Regions from separate parts of the Sus scrofa genome. Here region 1 is linked to region 2. A link is a contact called in public Hi-C data. All regions are on one chromosome and are shown on one strand. The core of a region is the stretch at or near the end of the contact, and the rest is flanking DNA. Distances in the headings are between cores, read along the strand shown. Region 1 holds the start of TP53INP2 (tumor protein p53-inducible nuclear protein 2). Region 2 holds the start of MAP1LC3A (microtubule associated protein 1 light chain 3 alpha).

Evidence for each region. A called contact is a pair of places that touch in the nucleus more often than the background predicts.
Region 1: a Hi-C map of skeletal muscle shows a contact between it and region 2, with 3 times the contacts expected there. The contact joins the promoter of TP53INP2 here to the promoter of MAP1LC3A in region 2. A contact is called at or near these places in 2 of 5 promoter capture datasets (fetal liver and liver), 5 of 47 Hi-C or Micro-C datasets (alveolar macrophages, embryonic fibroblasts, heart right ventricle and 2 more) and 2 of 2 datasets of contacts at active chromatin or transcription factors (alveolar macrophages and skeletal muscle).

What each region holds. Positions count from the first base shown.
Region 1 is chr17:38,102,939-38,105,638 of Sscrofa11.1, forward strand. TP53INP2 (tumor protein p53-inducible nuclear protein 2) reads left to right here and starts at 1,251. Exons shown (of 4, transcript XM_003359949.4): 1 at 1,251-1,493.
Region 2 is chr17:37,956,420-37,959,119 of Sscrofa11.1, forward strand. It overlaps MAP1LC3A (microtubule associated protein 1 light chain 3 alpha), which reads left to right and starts at 1,411. Exons shown (of 4, transcript NM_001170827.1): 1 at 1,411-1,602; 2 at 1,926-1,981; 3 at 2,068-2,174; 4 at 2,482-2,700. The coding sequence starts at 1,563. The coding sequence ends at 2,644.

The sequences.
Region 1 (2,700 bases), core at 1-2,500, 150 kb after region 2:
TGGAGCATTTGAAGGAACCTCTAAAAGGAAACTTGGATATGTTAAGTTTGATAGATAATGAAATTGAGGTCCAGAGAGGTAACATGACTTGCTTGAGGTCACACAGCAAGTTTGGGGAAAGTCAAGACTGTGCCTAGATCTCCCTGGGGAGGCTGAAGCATTCTGGGATTTAGACAGTCTGGTGCCTATAGAGAGTGGAGAGATTTGGGGCCTGGAACTATGGGTTCAAGTTCTGGCTCTGCCATTTGCTGTAGCTTTGTGACCTTGGGAAATCGCTTAGGCTCTCTGAGCCTGTTTCTTCAGCTGGAAAATGGGGAGGGGCATAACACCCATCTTTCAGGGTTGTTGTGAAGATCAAAAGACATATAAAGCACTATAGCACAGTGCCTCGCACTCAGTAAGTGTTCAATAAATATCAGCTACCGGTCTGGCAGCAGCAATAGTAGGTACTCAATATTTGCTCAATGCATTGCTGAATATAAATCTACATACTAAGCATGAGATTTGTTGAGTCTCAGTTTTCCCGCGTGTAAATCGAGGCTAATAATCAATCCCTGTCCCGTCACTTTTCTGTCCAGCCCCAGCAGCAAGGTGGGTTAAACAAGATGTGGAAACGTTCCAGTGCTGAGCACTCTCTAGCTCAGTGTTTATTCAGCCCAGAGCAATCCCTCTCCAAGTCCTACTCTGAAAAATATTCTGTCAGTCTAACCAACTCTCCTATACTCCCGGGTACACCCCTGGAACCGGGGAAGGGAGATGTGCCCCACCTCTCAAGCCTGTCCAGATGAGGAAAAATGGAGCGGCAGAGCAGATAATGCGTAGGGGTGAGAAGGTGAGGCAGAAAACGGAGGCCCGGGAGAAGGGCGGGGAGGAGGAGACTGGAAGGTCACGGATGTGGCGCGGAGTTGAGAAAAGGGTACAGACCGAGGGATTTGGATAGAGGATACAGGTGAACGGACAGGAGGGGCAAAGGCGCTGGGATATGCGGAGGGAGTACAGAAAGATGGGGATCCTGTAGAAGGAGTGGTAATTCTCCTCACTGAGAGGTCTGTGGGGTCGCCCAGGAGCAGGGGCTCCAAGCGCCCAGCAGTCGCGTCTCCGAACGCCCCACCCCCCAGCCTCCGGCTCGGAGTCTTGATCCCGGGAGGGAGCCACTAGCCAGCGAACCAAGGAGGAGGCGGGGAGGGGAGATCCGCAGCCTGGGATTGGCCGCCGCTTCGCCGGTCGCTGACGCGAGGCGGGCGGGCCCCTTTGTGACGTCACAATCAGCTGTTTGAACGCTCCAATTTGTGCTGTGAGCCCAGCAGCTGCTGCACAGACTCGAAGCCCAGCGGGCGAGCGCAGCAACCCGGAACGTCCGACCCGTACCCCCGCCGCCTCCCCGCCTAGCCCCCGCGATGCGGCGGGGCCTGTGATCAGCCGCGGACCCTAGGACACTCCGCCTCACAACTACCTCAGCGCCACCTCCGCCTGCCGCCCCGCCCCTGCCCCAGGTGAGTTCTGATCAGCTTTGGCCCCTGGGCTCCCGGGGCCCCAGAACACTCCCCGCTCCCCCAGCTCCCGGGTCTTTGTCTCTTTCCGCCGGCGGCCGCCGGGGCTGCACTCCCGCCTCTGGATTGGCTGCCGCCCGTCCGGTAGACTCTGACGTCTGCATATTTGCATATGACATTGAGACGTCACCAAGGCCGGGACCGCCCCCCCACCCCCTCCCGGCTCGGGTCGCCTGTCCTCCCGTGACCCGTCGGGCGCTGAGTCGGGACTGGGCCCACGGGTGAGGGACGCTGAAAGGCAGCGGGACCAAAAGGTCCTCCAGTTTTCTGGATTAATCCAAGAGCTGCGTTCAAGCCTCTGATCCTCTACTTTCTCCTTGCGACTTGAGAGAGGTTCAAACAGCGTTACTGGGTCTACATTGGGGGAGGGGGTTGTCAGGAGTTCAGGGGCGCCTGAAGCTTTGGCTCCAGCCGGATCGTTGAGGCAGCGCCAGATGGTGGTGGAATCCCCTCCCTCTGGCTCCAGGCTCTGCACCCCTGGACTAACATAATTACATCCTTCTAATCCCTGAAATGTGTGCAGCGCCTTAACTGAGGTCACGTCACTTCCCGAAAGGAGGGGTCTTAGACCCCATTTCACGGAAGGGAAAACTGAGGCCAGGAGCGGGCAAGTGGCTTACTCTAGGTCCTGCAGCCAATTAGAGTCATGCCTGCCTAGTGAGTGGCAGATGCATTAGCCCTGGGCACATACTTAGTATGAGCTTATTACAAGTAGTTACACATTCTCCTTCCACTGAGGACTGTACCTTGGGCTAAGCGCCATCCAAATTTGATAGGGCTCCTAGGAGATTGGGTCCCCTTTTGAAGCCCTGATCCTTACTTTATACCCTGGAGTTCCAGAGCCCAGTAAAATTACTCCCTCCCATCTGTTTTGACTGCAGAAAGGTGAGTCAGTGGCTGCATCAGGCTGTCTCCAGGGCCGATGTTGGGATGGGGTAGAGGTGAGAGTTCCCTTTGTTTGGCCCTTCTTTGCCTCCCAACATCAGAGTTGTCAGCTAGGAAGGACTGACCTGGCCTAGTGCTGATGATTACAAGGCTTGTGTTGCCCCTCCCTCTGTTCACAGAGAGGGACCAGGAGGAAAGGAGGCAGGAGGAAAGCCTCTGACTTCCTAAGTTGATGGGCCTATGGGCTGGACCAGGAGTCCCATCC
Region 2 (2,700 bases), core at 161-2,660:
TACTTTTGATTTCCTTAGGTTTTAAATGTCCTCTTGTAAACAGCAGAGCTGCATTTTATTTTTCTTGGCCAATTTGTTCATCTGTTTTAACAGGTGAATGTAAAACATTTAATACCTCTGGTTTTGTACCATTTATATACCATTCTTTTCACTTTGCTTTCCCTTTTCTCTTTTTCTATCTATTACATTTTTTTAATACCCTTTACTAAACTTTTCTCTTTTATGCATTGACATATACTTTCTATTCTTTGAGTGATCCCTCTGAAGTGTTTGAAATACATACTTGACTATACAAAGCCAGGTAATTATCAGTTAGCTTTATCCTCTTCCTCTCCAATAAATCAAGCTTCTTAAAACACTTGACCTCTGACCCCCCTCCCCAGTCCTACATGTGCCATGCTCCTGTGCTATGCTCCAGACTCATCAGCACCATTCTTGTTCCACAGCAGGTGTTTGTTTAGATCCACTTCCCATTTTACCAGCTTAGTAGCTTACCATTTTTCTAATTTCTTCTCCTTAGAGTTGGGCAAATTCACTACAGAGTGTCTAGATGAGTTTTTATTTATTCTGTTCTGGATGTTATATGAGGATCCTGGTTTTTAATCAATTTTGGAAGTTTTTCTCCAGAGCTTCACGGTCTTTTCTCTCCTTCTGGAATGCTAATTAGACCTGTGAATTCTCACTTTGCCATTTCTGTCACTTATTTTATACCATGTAAACATGGTTTGTTTTCCAGGTAATTGCTTCTGCTCTCTCATCCACTTCAGTGATTTTCTTTTTTGCTATATCTAACAGGGCTTGCTTGCCTCGTCCTTCTGAGACCTGAATTTCAGTAGCTGTTTTTCAATTCTAGAAATTCCTTCTAAAACCTCTAGGTTCCTTTTCAGTGTCTTGCTGTCTTCATGTTTTAATGCTCACCCAACCCCCCACAATGACCACTACCTTTTTCTTTCTCTAACCATATGCTCCAGGATGAAGACTTCTGGTTCACTGTTGTCATCCCCAATGCCTCATACGGTCCCTGGAACAGAAAAGACTCTGAGCGAGGGCTGTCTGACGCCTTGGTTACAGTGGAAACAGAAGGATGCTATGCCGCAGCCTGGCCAGCTCTCCCCACCGCCAGACCAGCCAGCCTGCTCCCTGGCCTTGCTGGCGTCCATTCTCCCCTCACCCTGGGCCTGGGGGAGCCCACCTCGCCTGCCCCTGCACAGGCCGTGACGTCACAGGACTGTGACGCTCACTGGGCGCCTCCCCTCCTTCGCAGTGTGGGGTTGGGGGTGGGGGCGGGAATGCAGGCTCCCTGCGCCGTGATGTCACGGGCCCGGGCGGGCAGATTTTGCGTCGGCCCAATGGGAACGGCGCGCTGGCCTCCCCTTTAAGGAATGTTATGACCTGACGTCACCCGGGCGAGTTACCTCCCCGAGCCGCCGCCGCTGGGCTCAGCGCGAGCCCCAGAGCCCTTGAGCGGGAGACGCGGAGCCCCCGGAGCCCCCAAACCACAGCCACCTCCCCGCCTCGCGCGACCGGGAGCCCCGGCCTGCGCGCTCCGCCGGGCCTGTGCGATGCCCTCAGACCGGCCTTTCAAGCAGCGGCGGAGCTTCGGTGAGGCCCGACTGGCGATCTGCGAGCGCTAGGGGTGGGGGCGTGGGGGGGTCGGGGGTGTTGGCAGATCTACTTGTCTGCCGCAGGTGACGTCAGCTTCATGACGTCAAGCTCGGGTTGGACCCCTGGGCTGGGAAGCAGGCTAGGGCCTGGGCCCGGGCCTCCGCCTCCCATCCCAGTGCTGTGCCCCGGCCCTGGCCCTACCTCCACCCGCCTGGGGCTTGGCGGGGGGCGGGGCGGGGTCGGGGGCCGCCCCTCGGGGACTAGTGGGGCGGAACCCAAGGAGAACCTCGGCTGGCCTCATCCCCGACTGCTGTCTGCAGCCGACCGCCGTAAGGAGGTGCAGCAGATCCGCGACCAGCACCCTAGCAAGATCCCGGTGAGTCCTACCGCATACCCCGCCCCCGTCCCCTGGCCCCAGGTCCAGCCTCCCGCTCACGCGTCCCCGCCCCACCTCACTCCCAGGTGATCATCGAGCGCTACAAGGGTGAGAAGCAGCTGCCAGTCCTGGACAAGACCAAGTTCCTGGTCCCAGACCATGTCAACATGAGCGAGTTGGTCAAGATCATCCGGTGCGCTGGCAGCAGCTGTCAGGAGGGGGACTTGGGTCCTGCTGGGATCAGGCATTGGTCTGGGTCCTTCTGAGAAGGAAGGGGTGGGGGTGGGACATGGGACGGGGTGCCGAAGCCCTCTTCTGGGGAGGTTGGGAACGGTCAAGGTCAGGCCTGGGATCAGTATCTTGTCAGAGGTGAGAGCTTCTAGAAGGGGCTGGGATGGGTGTGAGGGGGAGAATCAAAGTCAGGGTGGGTAGGGGGTGAGGGCTACACTCACCCAGCGGCCAGGCCCCTCACGTTTGGCTTGCCCTCCCGCCCACCTCAGGCGCCGCCTGCAGCTGAACCCCACGCAGGCCTTCTTCCTGCTGGTGAACCAGCACAGCATGGTGAGCGTGTCCACGCCCATCGCGGACATCTATGAGCAGGAGAAGGATGAGGATGGCTTCCTCTACATGGTCTACGCCTCCCAGGAAACCTTCGGCTTCTGAGCCAGCAGTAGGGGGTGTTGGCTGGGAGTCGGGGGCCCTGTCAGGCTCTGCCCAGG